2 separate regions of the Gossypium hirsutum genome follow, and region 1 is linked to region 2. A link is a contact called in public Hi-C data. All regions are on one chromosome and are shown on one strand. The core of a region is the stretch at or near the end of the contact, and the rest is flanking DNA. Distances in the headings are between cores, read along the strand shown. Region 1 holds the start of LOC107891949 (chromosome transmission fidelity protein 18 homolog). Region 2 holds the start of LOC107891946 (F-box protein PP2-B11).

Region 1 (6,140 bases), core at 441-2,940, 180 kb before region 2:
ATAAACAAAAATAAAAAGATTTTTTAATATTTAAAAATTAAAGTATGTATTCTTTATTAAGATATATCAAAATACAGCATCATGTCTATTTAACCATTATGGCCCAAGAGCTATAATTAAATTCTTTAAATTGAACATTGATGAACATATTCAATGATTCCAATTAATCTATCTTTCCTTCTTTTCATTGATGCATTCCAACAAAGACAGATCAAACAGGTAAATGCACAAACGCAATACGTGAAAATGAAGGCAGTCAATACCAAATCTCATAAAAAAATAGAATCAAAAGCTCAAATTCAGAATAGGATCAACAAACCCAAACAAAAGCACCCTCTAAATCAAAACTAAGCCCAGAATAAACACGTGGCGATACAGTCAGCCGGTCAACAAATGCCAAACAACAAAAAGGATCGGGAATCAGCAAACGTATTTAAATCATTAAATCATTAATAAAATCAATCCGTAGAATAGGTTCATTCCAATTTATTATTATTTTTGAAAGCAAACCGATCAATATAAACGAAGATTCAGATCCCAAATCGTTGCCAAAGGGGAAAAAAGAATTCTTACTGAATCCATTGTCAACGAGGTAATTGAAGGTGTGGCCATCGCAATTATAAGTAAACCTGTTGCTGGAGGCAGGGAGCTTCTGGAGACATTGAGCGGCGATGGTGTTGAAATTACCGGAGAACTCGGTGTACTCGGCGAGGATCACCGTGCCTCGAGCCACAAAGCTGTAGATCAACGACTGTTGTCCCATCTCTCAAAACCCTAACCCTAAAATTTTCTCAACCAAAAATTCAATTGTTACAAAAAAAAAAATGGAAGGGAAAAAATAAGATAGCAGCTGAGGGATTATGGGATCGGAGAAGAAAATAGGAAAATGAAGAAATGCTACATTTATGCTAAATGGAATTATATTTATGTATAATATTTATTCAGATCAAGGAGAGGAGCTAGGCGACTAAAAGGGAGAAGTAATTTTCTCATAATTATTTGTGTCTGTTATAGTTACTTTTTGCATTACGTTCTACTTATATATTTAAAACATATAAATATTGATGTATTAATAATTTTAATTTATTCTTTGTTATATTATATAATTAAATTGCATTTCGAATTATTGCGCTTATATTGAAATAGAGGGAATTGTTGGTTTTTTTTCAAGATGCACTAGCATTTCATCCCCGCTACGCTGGGGTTTCAATCTTATTTATTTATTTAAATTAAAAAATAATTATTATTTAAATAATTTTTGAAATATTTATGAAAAATACTTTAAAATTTTATTAAATAATATTTAAAAAAATATTCAAGTTTTGAATAAAAAATTATTTTTATTTAAATTAATTGATAAATATATTTTATTTACAACTCTTAATTAATGTATAATAAGTTGGGCGCTCAAACTAAATATCGTAGTAAGAAAAGTGCCACCTGAATTAATATTAAAACGTAAAATTAGAATATGAAAAATACTTTTTTAAAATATTTTATTATGATTTTCAAAATTGTCAGGTCCTCTGCCTTATGGGAATGGGCTACATTTTACTGTCCCAAGGCCGGCCTCCCAAGGGTACGAACTATGAAAATAGGGACGGGCATAAAGGGCATATTCGGAATTACGTAACAAATCTTGCCGCTTTTTTTTTCCTTCAATTTCCCGCCAAAAATACAGAAGAAAAAAAAGCTCCCAAATCATTCCCTTCTTTTTTTCCCTCTCACAGTCACCGGCACTTTCACTTTGCTCCTTCCTATGGACATGGACATGGACATGGACATTCCGCTCCCTGAAGAGCTCGAGTTACTGGAAGCCAACTCCCATTTTTATGAAGAACCCTACATAGATTCTCCCCCGTCCGATCCCTCTCCTCCACAATCACCGCCCTTGAAAAACCTTGAAATCGACGGCTCAAAACGCCCTCGAAACTCCGACGCAATCGAATCTCAACCCGAGGAGAACAAGAGAACCAAAAGAATTGATATTGAGGAGGAGGAGGAGGAGGAGGAGGAAGATTGGCTACGGTACGCTCCGCCAGAGGAAACTAACGTTGAGGTTGCAGTTGAAAAGGATGAGGAAGTTTATTTGTCAAGGTTTATGTCGGCAATTAATGGCGATTGCATTCCTGTCACCGCGCCAAGTGGTGGCGAAAGAGTTTATGCGAAGATTAGCGGTGCGCAGAGGGATGAAGGATTGGAGAAATTGAATTGCAAAGAACGATCTAAAGGTAGCTTATGCAAAATTTAGGATAATTAGAAAAAAAAATGAAAATTCTCAACTATAATATATGATTTTTATGTTTATTTGAATTAATGTTTAATTTCTTTGCAGGCCTTCTTCCTGAACCAGTCAATGTTCTATTGCAAAGAGTGGAACAACAAGCTTTTGCCAAGGTACATTGCCATTTACAAAAATTGAAGGGTTTCTCCCCCTTTCTCTTTAATGCTGCAAATCTTGAATAAATTCACTAACATGTTAAAGTGGTTTTGAAAATGTTCATTTGTTTGTGTCTACATGTTATAGTATTTGTGGAATTGGAGTCTGCTATACAAAATTGTTTCCTTATATTTCAATCTTTCTAATGTGAAAGAGGAGTTGTAGCAAACAAAGTGAAGATTACATTCTTGTACAATATTATCAAATATGAAAGTCAAAACTAGGGGAAATTATAGAAGATTTAACAGTCAGCCATAATTTCTTTTCATGTCACGCTAGTGTCTAGATAGTAATAGTTTTGAATCTTTTTCTTTGATCTATGTTGTGCTCAACTAAATTGAAATTTGCCCTTGGCTTTATTAATTAGCAGTTCTAGTGGTCATATAATTTTGCTATGGAAAGAATGGTTCTTGTAATTCATTTATCGGGTGTTGAAGGCCTTGGAAGCAAGTTCTAAACATCAGAATGATATAACTATTCCCGAGACAACTATGGTCCATGAACAACTTTGGGTCGAGAAATATGCTCCAAGTTCATTCACTGAGCTCCTTAGTGATGAACAAACAAATCGTGAGGTACATACTAGTTATTTACATACGTAGTTCATGGAGACGATAATTGTTTTAAGTTTTATGTATGTATGTATATATATATCTTTAGTTATCAAGTTCTGATGGTGATCTTACTGCAGGTCCTATTGTGGTTAAAACAATGGGATTCCTGTGTTTTTGGATCCGAAATTAGGAGTACCTCAGATGAAGTTTTGTCAGCTCTCAGACGACTTTCTTCTACTCAACATAAAAAATCTTTTGATTCGGATTTTTCAAGAAAGAATAGAGGACATAGATGGATTAACGGAAATAACAACCACATTGATAATGTGGATCATGGGACCAATAATTTAAAAGGTATGCAGGACTTTTGGAACAAAAACTCAAGGCTCACTGGTCCACCAGAACAGAAGGTAAGCAATGGTATATTTGAGAGAGATCTGTCATGGTTGAGACATTTCCTTTCCTTCCTGTTAATAGATTTCCTTCAATAAGTTGAGGAGTTATAAAATCATTTCAAATTGGCACCAAAAAGAAATATCACAAGAGAAGGCTGCTCTATGACATCACGTTCTAGAAGGAGCAGTGTACGGTTTTAAGTACCTGTTCGGAAAACCAAATTGATCTGTTCCTAGTAGCTCTGGTTTACTTCTGTGTTTACTATACTTCAATATCTCTTGGTGTCAGTTGAAAGAAATTTTAGTTTTTCAATTTAGCAGCTGGTTTTGTTTGAATTCTTTGATATGTTATATGCATCACAATAAATGTAATCCGGTTTTTAACAGACTCCTTAGTTGAGAAATCATCAATTTCTTATCTTGTTTGGTGCTCTTAAATAACACAACGCATTTCTAGTAGACTAGAAAGTGTTAATTTGCTTCATCATATTTTAGTGCTAATCATCAACTTCTAAGATTGAAATCCATCATTAATTGAATCTTATGAAAATTGCAGATTCTTCTACTCTGCAGTTCCCCAGGGCTTGGAAAGACTACACTAGCGCATGTAGCTGCAAAGCATTGTGGATACCGTGTTGTGGAGGTCTTTTGTGTTTACCTTTTACTCATGCAAGGTCCCATAGGTTCATCAACATTGCAGGATATTGGCATTCAACCATTGCATTAAGCTGTTTCTGGTTGCCTCTCTTTATGTATTAAATAAGATTTACTTTGACAGAGAGGATTTAATTGGCTAAAAATGATTTTATAGAGTCATGGATGTCTTGTTAATTTTCACAAGCATTATATTTCTCAATTGATATGTCTAGAATGTTCTGTTACTTCTTGCATATTTTTGTGACAATTTTTTTGTTTAACATTTGTATTCTGCATTAATCTTTTTAAGTATTTGATAAGAGTCCTGTGTAGGTTAATGCTAGCGATGATCGATCAACATCAACAATTGAAGCAAAAATCCTTGATGTTGTTCAGATGAACTCCGTCATGGCTGATGCAAGACCCAAATGTCTGGTTGGTCATTAATTATTTCTTTTCGAAAGTCTCATAGTTTAATTTAATTTATTTGTTTATGCAAGATGATACTCAAACAAAAGCTTTTCGAGTTGTTTGTAGGTGATTGATGAAATAGATGGAGCTCTTGGTGATGGGAAGGGTGCTGTGGAGGTTATTTTGAAGATGGTATGGCACGGTTCTGATTGTTGATGTCCTGTGGTTTTTGTGAAGCATATTCCAATCATGCATCTAGTTACGGCATGCTCAATCGGTCTTCAATATCTACTTTGATTGTATATTCTCTCTTTTAGTCGGCATTTTGGTGTTCTCTTTATAGTTATTTTTTTCTGCATGGTGGTTAAAACTTTAAAAGGTTGTGTGGAGTAAGAAAGCTTAATTATTATCAATTTATAAAAACTAGGGGTGTAAACAAGACATTATCTTTGCTTGCAAGATACTCAGGTTTGGCTCATAAAACAAAACAAAAAAACTAAATTGGCTCAATTATTGTTGAGCTGAGCTCAAGCATCTTTAGCTATCAAGTGAGTCAAATTTGGGTGACTTAATGCTTGACTTAAGTAGCTTGCAAGTCTAATTGAGTTTTTCTATTTCTAATATATTTTTTAGTTAGGAATGGAAATTTTCAAGTCAAACTTGAACTTGAACACGAACTTGGGTGCAAATAAATAAGCTTCAAGCCAAGCATGTGAATGAAACTCAAATTTTGCTAGGTAAATGAATATAATTGAGTGAGCTCAAATAGTTTGATCTTTATATTGACTCAAGTTTGAGCTTTAAAAATGAAACTCCTTTGAGCTTGAGCCAAGGTTTGAGCCTCAAATATTGTGTTGGGCTTGAGTTTCTTATGACTTGAGCTTGGCTCGGCTCAACTAAAAAGTTACTTTCAGTTACTCAAAAGAAATGCCAAAACATTCTCTTAAGAATTTCCAAAATTTTTATACTTTGTTAGTACTGTCTAAGTTAGCAAAAGCCACAGGATAATCTTTGTTAAATTAGCGTGCTAAAAAGTGCATCACTACAATTCTATTGGTCAATAGGACAGTGAGTCATATGTTTGCTTGATTCTATTCCTTTATTCTTTTGATGTTGATCAGTTTCTTTGGTTCTTTTTAAACGTTTTCTATAATTAACTGTATTTTGAGGGTAATCTATTTACACGAAGGAAAGGAAATCTGTCTTGGTTGAGACATTTCCTTTCCTTCATGTTAATAGATTTCCTTCTATAAGTTGAGAAGTTATAAAATCATTTCAAATTGGGATTCCGATTCAGTTACTTCATTTATTTGGGTGTTGTAGTTTTTCTGTACAGTTCATGAAATCATACAATCACTCGATGCAGGTGTCTGCTGAAAGGAAGCATGATTTTGGGAAGGAAAATAATGCTAAGAAAAAAGGAAGTAAAACTGCATCCCTAACAAGACCTGTGAGTTTGAAATGCCATATGTGCGCTGTTTGGTAATATTTTGTAGGTGACACTAAGTTTTTGGGCCATCTATGTAGGTGATTTGCATATGTAATGACCTCTATGCACCTGCTTTAAGACCATTGCGTCAGATAGCAAAGTAAGTTCTTTAGCTGTCAACAGTAGTAAGCATGTTGGTGATTTTGACCTGGTGCTCATGGTATTTGTTATTTGAATGATCACTTGGCAAGTGTTACTAGCTCTTTGTTTCTTTT
Region 2 (5,872 bases), core at 1,974-4,473:
CAAGTTTAAATCTCAACTTCATCATAAAGGAAGTTTTATGATCTTGCAACTTTCAAAAATCGATACTGCCATGTTCTTGAGGCCAACACACATCCTACCAACCAACCAAAGCCACTTTCTTACCTCTATTCGAGGATCTTCAAACAAACTAATGCACCATACGTTCGATTTCCTCACAAAGATCCTTGGAAATCAGCATTGACTGCATGAAATAACTAGGAATCGCCAGTAGAATCAATTGAGCCAAGGTGACCCTACCAATAAGAGAAATAACCTTGCATCCCAACCCTACAATTTACTTTGAACCTTGCCCACCACAAAATGAAAAGAGCTATTGGGTACTCTACCATGAAATAGGGGTACTCCCAGATAGTTCTAAAGACTACGTACTCTGCGAAATCCAAGAATACGACACAAGTTACCTCCTAAAGCATCATATACACCTTTTGAGAAACAAACATTCGTTTTATGTGCATTAATCTTGTACCTTGAATACTCACATAAACTATCTAACATTTCATTTCATTCAAGACTGTATCTTGATCCTCTTTAGATTGACCAAACAGAATTGGGTCATCTACAAAAAAAAAAGTGAGACAGGGGAGGGCCCGATCAAGGTAGACAAATAGGTCTCTAATGTCTAGAATTAATATTAGATTGGACACTATGGCCAAGCCATTCCATGCATAGAACAAAGATATAGGGGGATAGTAGGCACTCTTGACGGACCCCCTAGTCAACTAAAATTTCTAAGTTGGTGTTCTATTCTACAAAATCCGCATAGTGGAGTTAGAGATAGAAAACATAATTACATTACAAAGGTAATTCGAAATACCTATAGCTTGGAGAGATTCACTAATAAACTCCTAACACACTCGATTATAAGCCTTCTCAAGATCAATCTTGATGGCCAACCAGCTCCTAGTCTTCTTCTTGATTTTCATGGAATGAAACACTTCCTAAGCAATAATAATATTATTCATTATGCTTTTTCTCGTAATAAACTCAGTCTGCTCTTGGCCAATTATTCTTGGGAACACTAGCTTAAACCAATTAGCAATGATTTTCATTACCCACTTGTAGAGAACCGAGTGCATACTAATCAATCAAAATTGAGAGAAACAATTTGGATTCGAAACCTTAGGGATGAAAACTATTAAGGTATTGTTCAGCTACGGATCATTTTTTTCTCTGTTAAAAATATTCTTGACCTAGGTACAAACCAAATCCCCAAGACGATTCCATTGACTTTGAAAAAAAAGCCATGAAATTTGTCACTCCCGACGCCTTCAAAAGACTCATATTAAACATGGCAGACTTTATCTCCTTGTTGGGGACTGGTTTGCTCAAAAACTGGATCTCACTATCTTCAAGCTTCGGAAATGAACTAGTGGGAAGTCCCCTCATCGTCCCGGGTCCTCACCATACAAATTCTTGAAGAATTGAATCACCTCCTGACATAGTTCCTCCTCATCAAAAGTCCACTCCCCCTTCACATTTTTTAAAGCCATGGTCCAATTCTACTTTCTCCTTTTCAGGGTGCACCTATGGAAAAATTTTGCATTGCGATCTCCCAAAGAAAGCCAGTCACACTTTGCCTTTTGTTTCCAAACAAGTTCCTTATGATACAAGACATGTCCAATTCTGACTAAAATAAATTATCAGACTATGAATAATCCATACCTCTCTTAATTGTATCGAGTTTTTGAAACAGTCTTTTTTTACGTAACCCATTATGGTCATACATCTTCTTATTCCAATCCTTAAGCTAACTTGTGAAATTAGAAAGCGAATTGGATATAGAACCAACAAAATTTCAATTTTTGTTAACGAAGTCAAAAAAAACTCTACATGCTCAACCTATCCTGCCAAAAAATGAAATAGACGACCCAAAGACGAATGAAGCATAGTTCGTAATGATAGAAGAATAAGCTCATGATTAGACTTGAGTCTAGGGAGATAGGTCACAGAATAGTTTCGGAACAACACAAACCACGCATCATTCCCAATAGTTTTGTCAAGACGCTTCGAAACTCCACCCCTTTGCCACGTAAAAGGAGCACCTCTGAAACCAAATCATGTACCAAAGAAGAGTCTATAAAGTCTTCAAAAAATGGACATATTTTTCCATTGAATCATCCATCCCTCTTCTCATTAGAGGTTAAAATTGCATTAAAATCTCTTATTGCCACCCAAATCAAAACAAATTGGGGATGACTCCAAATAATATCAACCTGTATCAAATCTTTCCATCCAACCCAAATACCCCTAGAAAAGCCAATTGCTTCCACTCGATGAGAATACTGAAAGCCAAGACTTTGCGACAATCAAATCATCTTTGTCACCGCTAACTTTAGTTTTTAAAAGGCCAACAATATTTGATTTATATTCCTAATTATACTCACAAAAGATCCTCGAAAACTTGCTACTCGCACACCCTTGACAATTCCATAAAAAATGGATAAATTCATAAAAATAAAATAGAAAAAAGAGGGTAACTTACCATATCTCTTGGCTAGCATGTGCCTTCATTGAGTTTCTCATCGTTGTTCAAGTTCCTCATCTTAGCCTTGTTATTAATTTGTGAGTTGATGAGTTTGGCCATGGAATTCATTGTATCTGACAACGAAACCCTTACACTCCTAGAATTTTTAAATCACCTCCCTCATTCTCGAATTATCTTACTAATAGCACCACCACTTCAGAAAATACCCCCTTAATTCCTGATCCCCTCCCTTTCGAAACTGGGATCCCTTTACCTTTCCCAACCAAAATATCAACTTCAATAGGATTGACATTATTGAGTTTCACATTTTCCTCAAAGGTAATAGCCGAGTGTCTTCTAGAATCAAGTAGCTCATTATTAAGTTCTACTATCGATTCCACTGGGCTATCAAAAGTTGGATTAAAGTTATCGTTCCCAAAGGGATTGGCGTTCCTTCGTAATTAACTCTCTTAAAAGGGGATTAAACTTTAAATTTCCTCCTACACTATCGTGGAATTACCCAAATTAATTGGAACCTCTAAGGCCCTATTTCCTTGAGTTGATAAAACAGGCCCAATAGACTTGGCACTTTCAGCATTCCCAAATGCCGTATTCCCAAAACCTGGTGGGTCCACCATCATCCCATTTTATTTGCCCAATTTAGTTAAAGCAGGCTCACTATACACCAAGCCCTCGTTTCATTTAAAGAATCCAACCCAACCACAGTATTTCGTCCCAAAACATTGAAACTAATTGTTTTTTTTTTTACACTAACCCATTATTTTTCTTTACCCAAGATAGACTCCCTTGATTCTTGATTGTTAGAAAATCCCCCTTTTGAAACCTTATCCCCAAAAAAATCGCCTCCATCGCACCATCTCGGCAATTCTCATTCCAGGCAAATTTGAGGAGTTATTCACGGTCAGTTTCGTCTCTAAACCTTGCTGAGCCTTAGAGCTTCACCGTGACTTCCTCTCAACAATCATCCAAGGCCCAAACAAATCCAACGGCTCCACCACCTTGTCTACCTCCAGTAAGTCTTCCATCGCTTAACTTTTACCCATAACAACATCCTTTGAAGTCCCCACACCCAAGCACATTTCTTTTGAATGGCTAAACCTTTTACAAGAGAAACAAATGAATGGAAGCAATTCAAACTCCACCCTCTGCACTGCCCCGTTAACCAGGATCTGAGAGACTAGAGGTTTCCTCTAATTGATACACACAACCATCCTGGCAAATTTCCCTCTCGACCCCTTGTCCGTCTGAAAGTCAAGCTTGGTAACCGTACCTATCAGACGCTCTATTTTCTCCAAGATTTGGCGCTTATAGAGGAAGCCCAAAAGACCAAGCAATTTGACCCAAACCATAGTATTTCTAGGGAAAGCTTGAAGAGGGTTAAACTCTGGTGTCCATGGTTAAACCGTGAGATACTAACCGAGCACAATCTATGGCCCCTGGGTAAGCACTTTCTCATAATCGTCTCAACTCTGAAACTTAACCAGAAAATATCTATTTTCCACACCCATTAGGTGAAACTGTTGGGAAGGCTTCCTAAGGCTATGAATCCTATTCTGCAGTATAATATATGATAAATTTCGACCAAGTAGCTTTACCACCACCGTAGTCACCAGATCTCTAATAAGAATTTGTTGAACCCTCTCGGAGAAACTAATAGCACGTATACCATTAACCATAGTTCTCACCACGTCTCCATCTAAAAGCTCAAAGTCCTCATCCCTACCAGAGTTAGGAGGCCCTTGGCCCAAGACTTTATCCCTCCATGAGATTTCTGGCATTAGGATTGAGTCTACAACCATATCATTTTCCGAATCAAAATCCAAACCCTTAAAGCGGACCTTTTTAGTGTTTCGATCTCCAATCATGTTTTCACCTCCGTCGTCCTCAACCATCTCTACAATTGACTAATTGTAATTTTAAAACATTAATATCATACAAAACGGTAATCCATTAAATAAAAACAACTTATTTTTATTTTCGTATGTGTTTTAGTAAATAATAACATAGCATTACTTATATAGTTTTTTGTCACATGTTATTACGTGATTGGATGATGTGATTATTGATTATAGTTGGATATTAACAAATCCTTAAATTATTGATAAAATGTTAAAATTATTAGGAAAACGATAAAGGAATTTCATAAGTTTTTGTTAGTGAAGCTGATTGTAGAAATTCCCAATTTGGATACCATTTCTTTAAAGGAAAATTAGATATAAAGATTGGAAGGTGACAGTAAAGGGTAATTTCTATATTAAGCCCCCCGAAAATATCGAAGGTAAAAAACTAAGAACTCAACAACTGCGACCAAACTGGGAAATGAAATGAGAAGTAGAAAAGCCATAAAAACAAACAATGAGAACAGATATTACCAACATATTACCAGAAGAGTGTATTTCTTACATCCTTTCCTTGACATCCCCAACCGATGTTTGCCGATCAAAGCTTGTCTCTCCGGTCTTCAGATCGGCAGCTGATTCTGATACCATTTGGGGAAAATTTCTTCCCTCTGATTGTTATGATATCATTTCCAATGCTTCATCATCATCATCCTCCAAGTTGTTGACTTCTTCCATGTCCAAAGCACAGCTTTATTTCCATCTTTGCAAGAACCCCATTATTATTGACAACGGTACCATGGTAAAACTTTTTATCTTCATTTTTTGTTTTTAATTTTCTTTTTCTTTTTAAATGTTATAATATGGGTTTTTCAAGATTTGGGTAGTTTTCTTTTGATGAAATTAGGGTAGCCCAGTGTATGATTCATAATTAATCTAATCTATTGGGTGTTTATTTTTATGGAAAATTTAGCTTTAGTGTTATTCTTTGTGGGAACCCCATTAGCCTAGTCTGCTTTATGTTTGGAATTTTCCTGGAAAATTGAAGAGCCAATAGCTTGGAGTTCAAATTTATGGTGGTGCAAATTGTAGCAAACATGTTAGGCAGTCCATATAAATGATTGGATGATTGGAATTTTGGAATCAATCAGGAAAAAGAACTGTGAAAAAGGGCAAACCTGCTAAGACTAGAGAGATAGAATATATTAGACATTGAGTTTACTTAGATACATTGATGCCTACGGTAGCAAGAGACTCATATGCGAAAGGAATAATATCTATGTAGTGTTGATAGCCTAGTTGGTTCATGTAGTAACCCTTAAGAATTGACAGACTCCGCCTCACTTCACCCGGAATATATGAGCCTGAAGTGTTGCATATATTACAACTGCTACATGAATCATAAGTTACTGAGAATTCATTGGAAGTGTAGTTGTAGAATTAATCATTGCATATGGTGCTTTGATCTTGAGTCTTTAGTAACTTGAGCATCAATGAATGGCCAATGTTGTGGAATCCTTTCCTTATC

What was found. Hi-C and Micro-C count contacts between places; a contact is called where the count stands out from the background.
Region 1: a Hi-C map of hypocotyl shows a contact between it and region 2, with 1.9 times the contacts expected there. The contact joins the promoter of LOC107891949 here to the promoter of LOC107891946 in region 2. A contact is called at or near these places in 9 of 34 Hi-C or Micro-C datasets (anther, fibers, hypocotyl and 1 more).

The regions. Positions count from the first base shown.
Region 1 is chrD09:27,217,227-27,223,366 of Gossypium_hirsutum_v2.1, reverse strand. LOC107891949 (chromosome transmission fidelity protein 18 homolog) reads left to right here and starts at 1,690. Exons shown (of 23, transcript XM_016816878.2): 1 at 1,690-2,231; 2 at 2,336-2,397; 3 at 2,878-3,015; 4 at 3,132-3,404; 5 at 3,946-4,032; 6 at 4,359-4,460; 7 at 4,563-4,628; 8 at 5,803-5,886; 9 at 5,964-6,025. The coding sequence starts at 1,760. LOC107891952 (putative vesicle-associated membrane protein 726) reads right to left here and starts at 1,157. Exons shown (of 5, transcript XM_016816883.2): 1 at 574-1,157. The coding sequence starts at 763.
Region 2 is chrD09:27,037,226-27,043,097 of Gossypium_hirsutum_v2.1, reverse strand. It overlaps LOC107891946 (F-box protein PP2-B11), which reads left to right and starts at 3,223. Exons shown (of 3, transcript XM_016816874.2): 1 at 3,223-3,518. It overlaps LOC121221163 (a long non-coding RNA gene), which reads right to left and starts at 2,905. Exons shown (of 2, transcript XR_005918631.1): 1 at 2,504-2,905; 2 at 1-577.